Linked DNA regions of Zea mays: all the other regions are linked to region 2. The links are chromatin contacts, called in public Hi-C maps. All regions are on one chromosome and are shown on one strand. Each heading gives the region's core, a stretch centred on a gene start, on an enhancer-like site or on the middle of the called end of the contact. The rest is flanking DNA. Distances are from core to core; before and after follow the strand shown. Region 1 holds the start of LOC100276061. Region 2 holds the start of LOC100274548. Region 3 holds the start of LOC100275570 (Protein TRM32). Region 4 holds the start of LOC100283295 (metallothionein-like protein type 2). Region 5 holds the start of LOC100284226 (inner membrane protein ALBINO3).

The links. A called contact is a pair of places that touch in the nucleus more often than the background predicts.
Region 1: a Hi-C map of tassel shows a contact between it and region 2, with 2.4 times the contacts expected there. The contact joins the promoter of LOC100276061 here to the promoter of LOC100274548 in region 2. A contact is called at or near these places in 2 of 25 Hi-C or Micro-C datasets (ear and tassel).
Region 3: a contact with region 2 is called in a Hi-C map of leaf, with 9 times the contacts expected there. The contact joins the promoter of LOC100275570 here to the promoter of LOC100274548 in region 2. A contact is called at or near these places in 9 of 25 Hi-C or Micro-C datasets (bundle sheath, ear, endosperm and 2 more) and 1 of 3 datasets of contacts at active chromatin or transcription factors (leaf).
Region 4: a contact with region 2 is called in a Hi-C map of bundle sheath, with 2.5 times the contacts expected there. The contact joins the promoter of LOC100283295 here to the promoter of LOC100274548 in region 2.
Region 5: a contact with region 2 is called in a Hi-C map of tassel, with 2.1 times the contacts expected there. The contact joins the promoter of LOC100284226 here to the promoter of LOC100274548 in region 2. A contact is called at or near these places in 5 of 25 Hi-C or Micro-C datasets (ear, endosperm, leaf and 1 more).

What each region holds. Positions count from the first base shown.
Region 1 is chr3:17,287,991-17,290,690 of Zm-B73-REFERENCE-NAM-5.0, reverse strand. LOC100276061 reads left to right here and starts at 1,301. Exons shown (of 11, transcript NM_001374095.1): 1 at 1,301-1,655; 2 at 2,295-2,379. The coding sequence starts at 1,587.
Region 2 is chr3:17,461,858-17,464,557 of Zm-B73-REFERENCE-NAM-5.0, reverse strand. It overlaps LOC100274548, which reads left to right and starts at 1,326. Exons shown (of 9, transcript NM_001148904.1): 1 at 1,326-1,734; 2 at 1,857-1,968; 3 at 2,391-2,409; 4 at 2,631-2,700. The coding sequence starts at 1,664. LOC111921942 (PAS2) reads left to right here. Exons shown (of 11, transcript NM_001360613.1): 9 at 1-49; 10 at 140-227; 11 at 312-503. The coding sequence ends at 458.
Region 3 is chr3:17,606,445-17,609,144 of Zm-B73-REFERENCE-NAM-5.0, reverse strand. LOC100275570 (Protein TRM32) reads right to left here and starts at 1,328. Exons shown (of 5, transcript NM_001149622.1): 1 at 1,187-1,328.
Region 4 is chr3:17,627,030-17,629,729 of Zm-B73-REFERENCE-NAM-5.0, reverse strand. It overlaps LOC100283295 (metallothionein-like protein type 2), which reads right to left and starts at 1,423. Exons shown (of 2, transcript NM_001156197.2): 1 at 1,251-1,423; 2 at 910-1,159. The coding sequence starts at 1,315. The coding sequence ends at 988.
Region 5 is chr3:17,312,462-17,315,161 of Zm-B73-REFERENCE-NAM-5.0, reverse strand. LOC100284226 (inner membrane protein ALBINO3) reads left to right here and starts at 1,312. Exons shown (of 12, transcript NM_001370618.1): 1 at 1,312-1,828; 2 at 2,359-2,469; 3 at 2,565-2,639. The coding sequence starts at 1,472.

The DNA of each region.
Region 1 (2,700 bases), core at 52-2,551, 170 kb after region 2:
TAAACACTTAGCAACAGTAATAAAAACAATATCTAATTTTTACATAGATCTTTTGTTAGATAAAATAACTTACACAAATATTTATAAAATTTTCTGAGAACTTAAAGTATGGACCCATAATTTATATAAATATGTCTGACTTTATATGGGTTTAGATTCAAAGTTCTCAATAAATTCTAAAAAAAATATTTGTATAAATTATTTTAGCTAAAAAATATATATGTAAAATTAGAGATTGTTTTATTACTGTTTACTAAGTGTTTCTAAAAAAATAAATATTAAATGGATTTAGTTAGTAATTAATTTTCTTTAAAAAACAACAAAAGAATTTAGTTATTTAATAATAGTATTAGTTAGCGTTAGTAACTTTTTAGCCTATAAAAATAATAAATAAATTAGATACAAAAATATTAATATCTTTGAATTTAGTTTTATTTTTAGGTAATTAAGCTGATACTTTTAAAATTACAGAAAAATAGGGCACATGTAATATCTTATTACTAATTTATGTGTAAAATTTTATAAAATTTAGATACTGCTAGATCATAGAACTAAAATAAATAGAACTAGTGTTATTTAAATCAATGTCATGTCATCAAAATTACCGGCCAAAACTTTTTCCGACGTAGACATGAATGTGCATTGTTGTTGTTCATTCACACGGAGAATAGAGAAAGAGGACATATTTTTCTTCCTCTTGGTTTATTTATACAGCACTGATGGGAGTCCATCAAACTGCTTGGGAATCCATCAAATTGTTTTTGTGAAAAAAACTTTTGATGTTTGTTTTTCTTAAACTCGAACGACTTGATTTAAACTTCCATCCATCTTGATCCCCCCTTCACCCCTTCCTCTCCAAAAAGGAGCCGTTCTGTTCCTCAGCTCTTGTTCTGATTTTGAATGTGATCTTTGGTTAAAAATAGGATAACTTTAATTGGGCCTATCAATGAAAGCCCGCCACACGAATCAACCTGTCCCAATACGCCTGGTTCTGGGCCTTATGGACTCATGGTCAGTCCAAAATCCAAAGGCGACGCGGCGGATGGCCGGCGAGCGGCGAGTCTTTCTGACGATGCGCGGTGGAGGCTAGCTGTAGCTCACCAAAAGCAAATCGAAATTTCATCTGCTTATTGAGAGGGTTTTTGTACGCATGCGTTTCTGCATGCGTGGTTCAGTTTGCGAATGAATTGCTAAATTCAACGTTCGCATTTTCAGTTACACATATCCTTCCAAGCGCAATTTTTTTTAAAAAAAAAACTCAGACGGAGTTTGGCTGTGATCTGTGGCCCTGTGTGGGTGTGGACTTTGCATGCTTGGGCTCGTCGGCAACCGGACAGGAGGACAGCAAGGCGGAAGCGCAACCGGGCGTCGCTGGTCCGACGGGCGGCACGTGTCAGGGAGCGTGACAGGGGCGGCAGATCCGGACCTCCACGTCCGTATCCATATCCACATCCATCCATCAAACACGGAAGAGAGAGAGGAAGGGAGGGAGGGAGAGGAGAGATTATTTTGGACCAGTTCCACCGCTTAATTTGCAGGACCGCCACCCCCCGCGGCGCCGACGATCACCTCAGGCGTGCGCGGATATGGGGCGCCGCGGCTCCTACGACCGCCTCGAGGCGCTCTCCCTGGAGATCGAGCGCAAGCTGCACAAGGTAACCCACCGCTTCCCCTACCGTGCGCCGGCTGGCGCCCGTCAATTCGTGTTCGTCGCGCTTAATCGAGGACCAATCTCTGTCGCGCGCACGCGCTCACATCGCTTCGCGAGAAATTCGAGGGCGGCGGCGGCGGGATTGCAGAGGCCCTAGATTGTAGGCGGCACGCGTCTGGGTGCACCGCGTTGAGGCCGCTGTGGGCGGCGGCGATGACGGCAGACGGGAGGATAATGGACATTCTCTCACCTACTCATAATCACCCCCAAACCACCTTTGTCGCCCCCCCCCCCCCCCCCCCCCCCCCCCCCCCCCACAAACTGTCCTTTTTCGCTTCCTATATGGTGGTTTTGATGTAAAAAGGCCGTTACTATCATCTGAAACGATTTAGGCAACAAGAGTAATTTCACTCATAGGTGCCACATTTGTATATATGATGTCTACATTCCGTTGGAGTGGTTGAGATCATAATGTCACCTTCTGGAACTTTGAGAGCTGTGTGCATATAGATAGGCAGAGAGTCGGAAGCTATATCAAAATAGTTGTATAACCTCCATGTAATAATCTCGTTTTTCAACAATACTTTCTTAATAACAACAACAAAAAATCATAATGTCACCTGTTTGACTATCTTCCATGCAGGCCCTGATGTCCAACTCACAGCGTCTTCAGATACTTCAGCAATTGTTTGCTGACATCGCATTGAAGGTGGATGATCGCGCTCGAGGTGCCATATCTCACATAGTTTTGGCCGCTAATTTCATTGGACTTTTCTTTCCATATATATTAGATGTTTCATGCTTGCTATCGATATAATGCTTGGAATTATTCTGAAAGTTGCCGTCCAATGCAGCAAAGTTAGTAAAAAGTTTTGCTACAGCAGTTGTATGGGCTTGCAACTATGATGTATGATGACATCATTGACATGGTAGTCAAAAGGAAATAATAGAACAGATGTTGTGAACTTGTCATTTCCAAATTGTTATATTGAGATTGCTACACTACACTATTGGTTCGTTTCATGACAAAATGTATCTTTTGATGGAAT
Region 2 (2,700 bases), core at 77-2,576:
GGTTTCAAGGGAGAAGGAACAAGCTCAGTGATACATGCTATGCTTTTTGGTAAAATTTAACCTGCAATCTCTGTACTAGTTATCTGGCAAGTGAACAAGACCTGAGTAATTTTCTTGCTTTTTTAATTTCACTGTACAGGGTTGGAGGCGTCTTGAAGATCTTGGGTGCATACCACTTGATCGACAGCTGTGCTCTGCGGAGTTTCTTGCTCACCTGCCAGTCGCCTGTAATTGACCTCAGAACCTCTTCAATCAGCTTAATCCCATTCTCGGATAGCTCAGGGTATGTTTTTCGTTCACTGCTGCAACAGTATGGAGGCTTCACGAAGTTCCCGGATGATCGGATACCAGACATCTACCATTCTTACTACGGCCTGGCAGCCCTCTCCTTGTTGGAAGAGGAAGGGCTGGAACCCCTCTGCGTCGAACTGGGGATCCTCTCCGCTGCTGCATTATAGAAACTTGTGTTTCTACCGAATCCAGTTACTGTACAATGTTTGTGGGGGGGGGGGGGGGGGGGGGGGTAATCCAGTACTTAACACAGGATAAACAGCTGAGAAATCGAAGGGAGTAATTTATTGATAGAGTGAGGCCTTGTTCGGTTATTCCCAATACATATGGATTGGAAAAAATTCTTAAGAAGTTTGACTTGTTTGGGATTCAAACCCATCCAATCCCACTCAATCCACATGGATTGAGAGCTAACCGAACAAGCCCTGAGTTGGTCCGTGCTGTCAGTGTGCTGCGCAGATCGTGTAACATTACTTCGTGAGTTCGAAAGGCGTGTGACAATTTTGTTTGCAAAAGTGCGATGGGCAGGCTAACTGAGCCAGTCTTCTTCCCAGTTGGTTGATCTGATTGTTGACAGTTGAGTTAGCTGAACGCTTTGTATGATTGTATCGTCACTTGGAAAGGTACTCGAATGTTTGACGTTTCTGTTTCCGTCTGTTTGGCATAACTAAATGGCTTGTGTCTGCTGCCGTGAACAACTTTACATATTGCATGCTTCTTCACAACATTTTGTTTCAGTTAACACTCTCTTTAGGCATCTGCATACTCATCGCTTTTCTCTCAGAATTCAGGTGAGTGAGAGAGAGAAAAAAAAACCAGCTACTACTGTTTTGGTCACAGGGTTACCGTGACTGATTTATAAAGATCGATGATTTCCGATGGATATTAGAAATAGCAGCTTCTGTTGGACAGCTGAAAGGGAAGAAAATAGAAAGGGCGTGTTCATGGTACTAAGTACAGTAGTGCGTACTATTACTATACTTGCGTGACAGAGATTTGCTGGTCACACGGATGGAATTGGCGCGGGCGGCGGGCTGGCAGTTGCGCAGCAATAACTCCCGCTGCCCACCGGCTCACCTGTCCTTCATCCGCCCCGATCCGACCCCAAATCAATTCCAAATTCAATCCGGTCTCAGTGGTTGGCCCGCCGCTGCCAGTGCCAGATCGAATCGGACTCTCGGCTCGTGTGCAGCCCACCGGCGAGACGCCGAAGCTATATTTTTATGCCCATCTGATCCGATGCGTGGTGTGGCGTCGTCTCCGCTTTTACTAGATCATCAGTAGCCAGCTCAGGAGCCGAGCCTGGTCAGGGTAGCCAAGCCCATCCCGGTCCTCTCCCGGCGTCTTCTCCCTCCGCACCGCGGCTCCGGCGATGGCGGGCGTCGGCTCCGCGCTGCGTCGGCTCTACCTCTCCGTCTACAACTGGGTCGTCTTCTTCGGATGGTCCGTCCGTTGCACCCGCTGCGCGCTTCTCTCTCGGTTCCGGATGGATCTTCCGCCTCTTGCTCCGTTGGCCCCGTGCCTTGGTTCTGATTTGGTGTTTCTTTGATCTGGGGGTGTTGCAGGGCGCAGGTGCTGTACTACGCGGTCCTGACGCTGCGTTTGAGCGGGCACAAGGCCGTCTATGCCGCCGTCGAGAGGCCGCTGCAGTTCGCGCAGACAGCCGCCATCATGGAGGTCAGATGTTTTTTTTTCTCACCCATTTTTATTTAGCAGTAGTTTGGTGGTGCATTTCAGTTTGCTCGGTTACAGTACCAGTTTCATATTTTTGCTCAGCTCCTGAAGTCTGGATCTATCCTAATAGGAATGATTACCGCTTTAAAGTTTGAGTAAGGGTACTACAAACAAAACTGTCTTGTGATTCTTCGTAGGAAGAACTGCTAATCAACTAGATTTGATGTGTGCGATTACATAAATGTTACTCATGGTCGCAGCAAAATCTTGCAGTGGTTCATGTTCAGTAATATGCTTTTGCTGTGCTAGATAAACTCTGAAATTTCTAGTGCTATAGTTCGAGTCTGTGTTTTACCTACATGGAGATTGTGAGTTACTAACTGACCTTTCTGTATTTTTCTGGTGGTGGCGATGATGCGCTTCAGATCGTTCATGGGCTCGTAGGTATGGTGATGTTGGTGTACATGTATCCCTTTTTCTTATTATAGTGCGACTACTCAAAACAGTATTATACACAAACATCAGTCAAGATCTTGAACACATCAGACATTTTATTTGTCAGAAAGTTTCCTAGGAGGGTTGGATATAAGAAAAAAATATGCTTTCTCCACTGCTGTGGTATTACTTTTTTTGTCACTATTCTGATAAATTTATCTTCTTTATAGGGTTGGTGAGGTCTCCGGTCTCTGCAACTCTTCCACAGATTGGATCCAGGTTGTTCCTTACGTGGGGTGT
Region 3 (2,700 bases), core at 79-2,578, 140 kb before region 2:
TGCGGACACAACACTCTGCTTTCGGGAAACATGAAGACAGCAAACCCCAACTGCAATGTAAGCATTTATTAAGACAGACTGATTACAAGATATATTTCCCTATCCGTGTTAGTTCGAGTATCCATTGCTAATCAATAATCAGATTATTGCCTCTAATGCTAATCAACGATAAGATGGTTATAGAGGAGTGAGTCATACGCCACCCAGATGAAGAAAAAAAAGATTGTGATTTTCAGGCCGTTTTTTACTTAAGTACTTGTTCCATGGCCAAACATCTCCAGTGCATTTCAGTCGGCAATTGTCTTGCCGCGTTTCTAAATAAATAAAAAAACTCAGTACAAACATAAGGAGAGCGAGGAAGCTTCTAATGGGGAGAGGCAAACTTTGGGAAATATTAGCCACGTGCTAAGCAACATATACTGCTAAGCTCGTGTCCAGTATTTATTGCCAGCATAAATAAGAAATGAACATGAGCAAGAACAGCAAACACAAGTGCCAGCATAAATAAGAAATGAACATAAATAAGATCATGATGCGCATCAACCTATCTGGCTATCTCCAATCAAACAAAGCCAAGAAGAGTGAGGGAGTGAAAGACGCCAGTACGATTGCTCAAAGCTTCACAGGTGGGAGAACACGCTGACGGAGCAATTGCATGACTCCACATGTCACTGGAACCATGAAAAAGGTAAAAAAAAATCAAATCACTTTTTAGCCCCACGTCTCTAACAGGTTCCGTGACAGATTTATTGGTTAGTGCTTACTGTAACTGCTTAATGTCCCCGTCGGGCACAGAACTCGAAAGGAAAAAAAAGCATAGACAGAATGAAACACTAAATCCTGAAGTGCATACAAAAGATGGCATCGAACGGTGGCATCTCTTACCGATCCGAACAAAAAAACGAGGGCATCTTGTTTCCTTCCCAACAAAATCAGCGCGGAACAGAAAAAAAAAACCAAAGTACGAAACCAAATTAAGCACATGTGAAAACGCGTTCCGAAGAACACGAATGGAAACAAACAAGTCGACTCCAGAGCTATCAGCGATCGCGGTTCCGCGGCTCGTATTGGTCCATGAAACCAGCACGAACGGGTGACGCCTTCCCACGAACAGATTAAACGCGCAACGCAAAGCAGCGCCGCCGCCGCCGCCGAGAAGCGGTCGCGAAACACGCAGCGAACTGACCTGGCTGGTTCCATACGACGCCTGAGAGGCCCGCAAATCCGGCAGGTTTCTGAGGCGAGGATCGGAGGCTTGGGAGTTCCGGAAGGGGTTTGTTGGTGAGGACCGAGGAACGGAAACGGGAATGGAAAGAAACGGTGGATCCACGCAGGGAGGGAGAACAGATGCGAGGAGAGGGTGTTTCCGTTAAATTCCGGTCCGTGGCGGGCTTTCCCTGGATGTCCGGGTGGCGGGCGTTGGTAGTTGAAAACTTCTTCTGGTTGAACAGTTTTTTTTTTTTGGGGGCGTGTGTGGAGGGAGGACAAGAGACGTAGCTATGCTGTCCTCTGAAAACTTTGCTGTCTTTTTACCGCATTTATTTAGTTTATTATATAGCTTTTGGATTGGGAAAAACTGATTTAAATAAATATCAATGTCCATAATAAACGATGGACACGGACGCAACACAAAGGGTTATTTCTGCATTAGCTCAAGACCGCCTCAACTTTATGGCTGTATATATTATTAATCACTATAATCTAGCACTAGCAACATGTAAGAATGATGTGTTCGCTCTTCCTGTAATAGTAATTTAGGCAAAAAAAATTGGATTAAGCTAATATGATATGAACCCACAAGATGACGGGGTGTCGCCGTTGTCAACCGCGCCCGGCGAGCAGGAATTGAGGAGGACGGCGGTTGCTGAAGGTGCTGATGTCATAGATTTAAACAGTTTCCATTGACCCATGGGCCATGGCTAGCTTGTGATTTGCGTGCTGCACCCGTCTTTTGGTTTTGGGCACCGACTGCTGCCATACCACACACCACACGTCCACACCGGTGATGGGCATGGGGGTATAAACAGAAAAAAAAAGACAACCTTGGAGTTGCTGCCGAAATTCCAGGCTCGTGATTGGCTCAAGTGTCCCATCCGCAAGTAGCATCGGCCAGACCAGACGCCAATGACCAGCTCAACCCGGTCAATCCTGTCAAACTCAGACGATCTTATTTATATAACCTCGTCAACAAATAAAAAAAAATCAAGGGGTGAACCGAGAGAGAGAGAGAGAATATCCTAAGACCGTGTGGCCGTGGATTCGTTTAGTTTATACGTCCTGAAATGTCAAATATGTTACATGGAGAACCTCCAGTGTGCAGATGTTGGAGCTGTTACGCTGGCTGGCGCTGGAATGCTGGAGAGACACTGCAATTGGGGCTGGTCACTGCTCTCAGCACGTACAGGTCAGTGATCGCCAAGGGACCGGCGGCGACAAAGAGAGAGCAAGCTACGCCTACGGAAGTGACGGTCAGCAGGAAAGTTTCCGGTCTTGAGACGCCTGTGCTTGCCGAGCGCCCAATTGGTCATGAATACGATAGCCGCGGCCACGACGAGGAAGACGTAGCCCGCGCACGGTCTGCGGCGTGGCGACGTTGAACCCGACCCACTGGTAGGTGTAGTTGGCGCACGTCACGCCTTCTCGCTCTAGTCTGACAGGCTGGCCTTCGGGCTGAGGACCACTGGCCTCCCGGCTTTCCCA
Region 4 (2,700 bases), core at 174-2,673, 170 kb before region 2:
AGACCTCCTATCGAATATGTTTAGAGTTCGTTTGGGCGTAACAGAGACCTAAACACTTAAGACACAAATTTTCTTGTTATCCAATTTGATCGGAAATATGAATATGAAACTCATTGTTTTTTTACTAAGACCGATATATCTTACTTTGTGTCTTATCCACATGTTGGGAAAAAAAGGAAACACTGCCCCATCGTCAAAGTAGGACCGTCTCTTTTAGCTCATGCTCATATGCCTATGAAAAAGGAAACACACTGCCCCATCATCCAACTTAATCCTAGCGTGGGGTGAAGGAATAGATGGTCACATGACTAATATTCCTTGTACTAATGAATTTGTTGAGCATACACAGGAAAAATACAAGAACTATAAGAAATAACACCAGCACAAGTGTTGAGGCAAACGTTTGATGCCATATGGTCACATGACTAACATCTTGCACAGAGGAAGCCATCGAAACAAGATATGTACTGACGACGTCACAAATCGGATGCATATAGATGGAAAATGGAGACACAGCACGAAGGAAAAAAAAAAGTGCGCACAGAGCAGCGGGCATGGCCTGGTGCTGTGCATGCACCCGGCCGGCCCACACGACGCAACACTGGCAGGGGCCGAGGAGGAGGAAGAACAGGACAATTATTCGTTTACCACCACCACTAGCTAGCTACGCGCGCATGGCGGCAAACACAGACGACACTGCTACAACATACTGCAGAGCTTGATTTAGGCCCCGTTTCAATCTCACGGGATAAACTTTAGCTTCCTACTAAACTTTAGCTATATGAATTGAAGTGCTAAAGTTTAGTTTCAATTATCACCATTAGCTCTCCTGTTTAGATTACAAATGGCTAAAAGTAGCTAAAAAAAAGCTGCTAAAGTTTATCTCGCGAGATTGAAACAGGGCCTTAGCTAGAGATACTGAAGGGTGTCCTTCCGATCTAGCTACTTCCTCCATCGTCACGGCCTGCATGCTGCACCCGGTCATCCTCACTTGCAGGTGCAGGGGTCGCAGGTGCAGCTGGCGCCGCACTTGCACCCGCCGTTCTCAGCTCCGGCGGCCGCCTCGAACCCGCCCGTGGATGGCGCAACACCCATGATGAGAGTCTGGGTGGTGGTGGTGGTGGTCACCTGCTCAACCATGTCCGGGTACATCTTGCACCTGCATACACAGAGACAGATCTGATTCCGAGGGAGGAACGCAACGGAACGGAACGGAACAGAACGGCAGTGCAGTGCGGTGCAATGCTTACCCTCCGCAGCCGCTGCCGCACTTGCATCCGCTGCCGCACCCGCAGTTGCCTCCGCAGCACGACATCCTTCTTCCTCGCGATCCCACTCTAGCTAGCTCACGCGAAGAGAAGAAACCTGGGAGCTTACAACAACACAACCAGGAACTGAGACGCAACCCCTGCCCTGCTCCGACGGGAGAGAGGCCTCCGCCGCCTCCATTTATAGGCCCGGGACCGGGGGGCAGGACAGGCGCAGGCCATCTGGCCGTCCACGCGCCGTGGGTGCCCTCGCGACGTGTGGGGCCGCGGACAGGTGCGCCGCGTATGCTTGCTGCTAGTGCTAGCTATTGCGGTGGAGGACTGCGCGCGCGGGCCGTGTGATCCCCGCCTTCTCGGTGCGGCGGCGTCTACGGTTGCTTGCGTTTGCACGCCGGCCGCGGGTTATTAATGCCGGGCAGTAAAATTGAGTGCCTCCCCGACCTACAAACCACCAGCCATTTTCTGTTTCCTTTTGTTTTGATTTGATTTGATTTGAACTAACTACTGAAGCACTCGTGAATTATACATCCATGCAAAGGCACATTTTTCTACAAGCAAACGGGGTGTCGATCCTCAGGATCAAATCTATACCGGCCCGCTCGCACGAACCAACTACGCTACGGCCAGTCCTCGTTCTCTCTGTACACTCTTTCAGACACATCTACCCGCACCAACTTCATGCGCTATCGGCCAAATCCTTGCCCCAAAGACCCCTTCTCTTTAAATTTTTATTCCACTCATATTCAGTGACAACTACGGTTGGTCATGATCTAAATATTTATTCATAATTTATTTGAGCTCTAAATATTTTTCTACAACTAGGAGTCCTATTTAGGAGAGCTTCACTTCACGAATTTTAGATTCATTTTAGCTTTTTTATCCAAACAGGTTGAGCTCCACAAGCTCTAGCTTTATTTTTTTTTGAAACTAGAGGCTAGTTTCATTAAATTTATGAAGCTCCTGAAAGAGTGCTTCAAGAACACAAGTTTCATACCTACTCATGAAGTTGCAGGAAAATTACACACCACGCCACTGGTTACACGACCTACCGATTCATGTCTCTCTCGCCGCTCATAACAACCACTATCTTTAAGGGTAATTAAGAAAACTCGTACAAATTAATTGTATTTCAGAAGCTGGAGTCAATATACAAGCCAAACATTCCTTGAACCCACCTTAGCAATATGTTGAAGTTCTTTTATGGTGAAGGTAGAAAACTGAAGACGCAATTCTTGAAGTGAAGCCGTCCCAAATAAGGTCTGATTTTAGTTCAAAAATGAATAGAATTATAGTTGAATCCTAATTTGATCTGATCCTTAAATTTTTATAATGTAAAGTTTAGAACTCGTTACTAGCCCTAGTGGCAACTCAATTCTTGCTAAGGCAAGATCTACCCTTCAGTCCTTTTCACAACAACACTGTACAACATTTT
Region 5 (2,700 bases), core at 63-2,562, 150 kb after region 2:
TAATCATTCTTATGTTACCCTTCAATTTGTGATATATATATATTATTTTCAGTGTTTTGTGTAATCATGTCTAAATAGCGTGATATCATGTGACATGTGACAAGTAAGTGTTATGGCTCTAATTTATATTTATCATCTTATAAACTTTAAGGCGTGACATAGAAGTTTTTTCCATTGAATGTTCAATAATTTATGTTTATAATTATATATATAGTGTATATACATGGTGGATGGGGCCTCCATATTGAATTTCGCCCTAGGCCCCCAAAAAGTCAGGAACGACCCTGTTTAGTTGATATGAAATAGATTCACTCAATCTAGCCCTGTATTGGAACCCTGTGTGTATCAAATACTAGCTTGCTGAACAAGACCATAGATAATATTCATTTAACCGGCGTCCTTCTCGATATTATGACGTGTCTAATAGGTGGTAAAACGAGTTATAATTTAGAACCGAGTGAGTGGCGACAAGTGAACATGAGGCGAGAGAGGGGACAACGAATTGAGGGGCTCTTGGGTTGAGCTATTTTTTAGTTTCATTACATCGGATTACATGTTTAGATACAAGTTAAAATATTAAATATAGTCTAAATAAAAAATAATTAGGTAGACATGTACAATACAAAACTTTAGTTCGAGAAATCAAACACGGATAGGCCACTGATAGGGCTAGATATCGAGCCAGTTCGACTCGCTTCATTCGAATTGGCTCGTTAAGCTAACGAGCTGGCTCGACTCTGCTCATTAAGCTAACGAGTCACAGAGTTAGCTCGATCTGACTCGTTTAGCTCGCGAGACAGAGCAAAAAAAATATACAATAATCAATTTCTTGTTAATTTTAAATTAATTTAACAATAGAAAATAGTAATTATACTCATAGTTTCAGAGACAACATCAATGTAACACCAAATCAACACAACACATCACTCATAAATTCACTATTCACACACATGTTCATCAGTTTAACTCATACTTATATTCTCATAGACCAATTTAACATATAGACACAGTCCATCAATCATTAGATTAACTTATATGCCACCACATATGCATATAATATGCTCATCAATTGTTACATAAATAATATGCATATAGTTTTGTTTTAATGATATATGATAGCTCGTTTAGCTCGCGAACTGATTCGTTAGCAAACTAAGCTGGTTCGTTAACGAACCGATCTTAAATGTCAGTGAAAAAATTTAAATGAACCAGGGTACTAAGCCAGGGTACTGGTCTACAGCAATACTGCATCGCTGCATCGGATAAACCGTCCCCCACCCCACCTCCAACGACAACCTCCACCTCGTCTTCCCCTCCTCCGCGCTCCCGTCATCTACACCTCTCGCTCCCACCCACGAGTCCCACCGCCACCACCACCAGTCTATCCCCTCGCCATTTGTTTCCTCCCCGTGCATGAAACCCTAAACCTAAACCCCACCTCCCTTCCCGAGCCATCCCCTCCAGCGCGGCGATGGCAAAGGCGCTGCTTTCCTCCTCCCTCCTCCCCGCGCTGCCCGGCGCTGCCGGAGGCAGCCGGAGCGCTGCGAGGCCGATGCTGCTCCCACCGCTCCGGTTGCGGCGCGGCCGGCGCGGCGCCTCCGCTTGCGAGGTGAGGGCGGGCCTGCACGGGCTCGACTCCGTCGGCGGGCCCCACCTTCAGGCCGCGCTGGAGCGCGCCGAGGCGGCGCTATACACACTCGCTGACGCCGCGGTCGCCGCGGCGGACACCGCCGCGGGCGCAGGGGCCGACGCAGGCCAGGCTGCGGCGGTCCAAAAGAACAGCGGCTGGTTCGGCTTCATCTCCGAGGCCCTCGAGGTCGTGCTCAAGGTAATGATTGCTACCACTTACCAGATTCTTTCTCGGCGAACTGAATGCGCCCGAATTATGAGTTATGGGAGTGGAACTTTCTGGAGAGTCGAGGGTGAGGAACTGAGGACTGAGGGGTGTGTACACATATACTAGTCCTGAGCTTCCATGCTCCTGTCTTTGTGAAGTCGCTACAACATTGATCAGTAGGCAACTATGTTTGATCCTTTACCAATTGGCAGTGTTCATTGGGAGGGCTGCTTAGAGAGAGAGAGAGAAATGGATGTTCAGGAAGCCTGTGCAGTTCCACATGTGTTTAGGCATTTAGCCTCAAGTTTTTTTTAACTGCAAATGATAGAATTTCAGAGTTTTGTGGTGTCACACTCTTACTCCACTAATTAGAATGCTAAGTTTCATAACACTGAAAGCATTGAAATGCTGATGCTATATGAGTCTCACCATGCAGGTGCTCAAGGATACTGATTAGAATGCTAAGTTTCATAACACTTAAAACATTGAAATGCTGATGCTGTATGAGTCTAACCATACAGGTGCTCAAGGATGGTCTTTCTGCAGTCCATGTGCCATACTCCTACGGGTTTGCCATCATTCTGCTCACTATCATTGTTAAGGCTGCGACATTGCCTCTAACCAAAAAGCAGGTGAATGTTCCAAACTATTTGGAGAAATGTATCCCGTCTCTGGTTCCTTGTTACAGATTCGATGGTTTGATTGTTGTGCTTCTCATGTATTTTAGGTGGAATCAACTCTGGCAATGCAGAATTTACAGCCGCAGATTAAGGCAATCCAGCAGAGATACGCAGGCAACCAGGTTTGTACAGCCGTTGGACATTTTTTATCATCGACCGTGCTCCTTACAAGCTTATTTTATC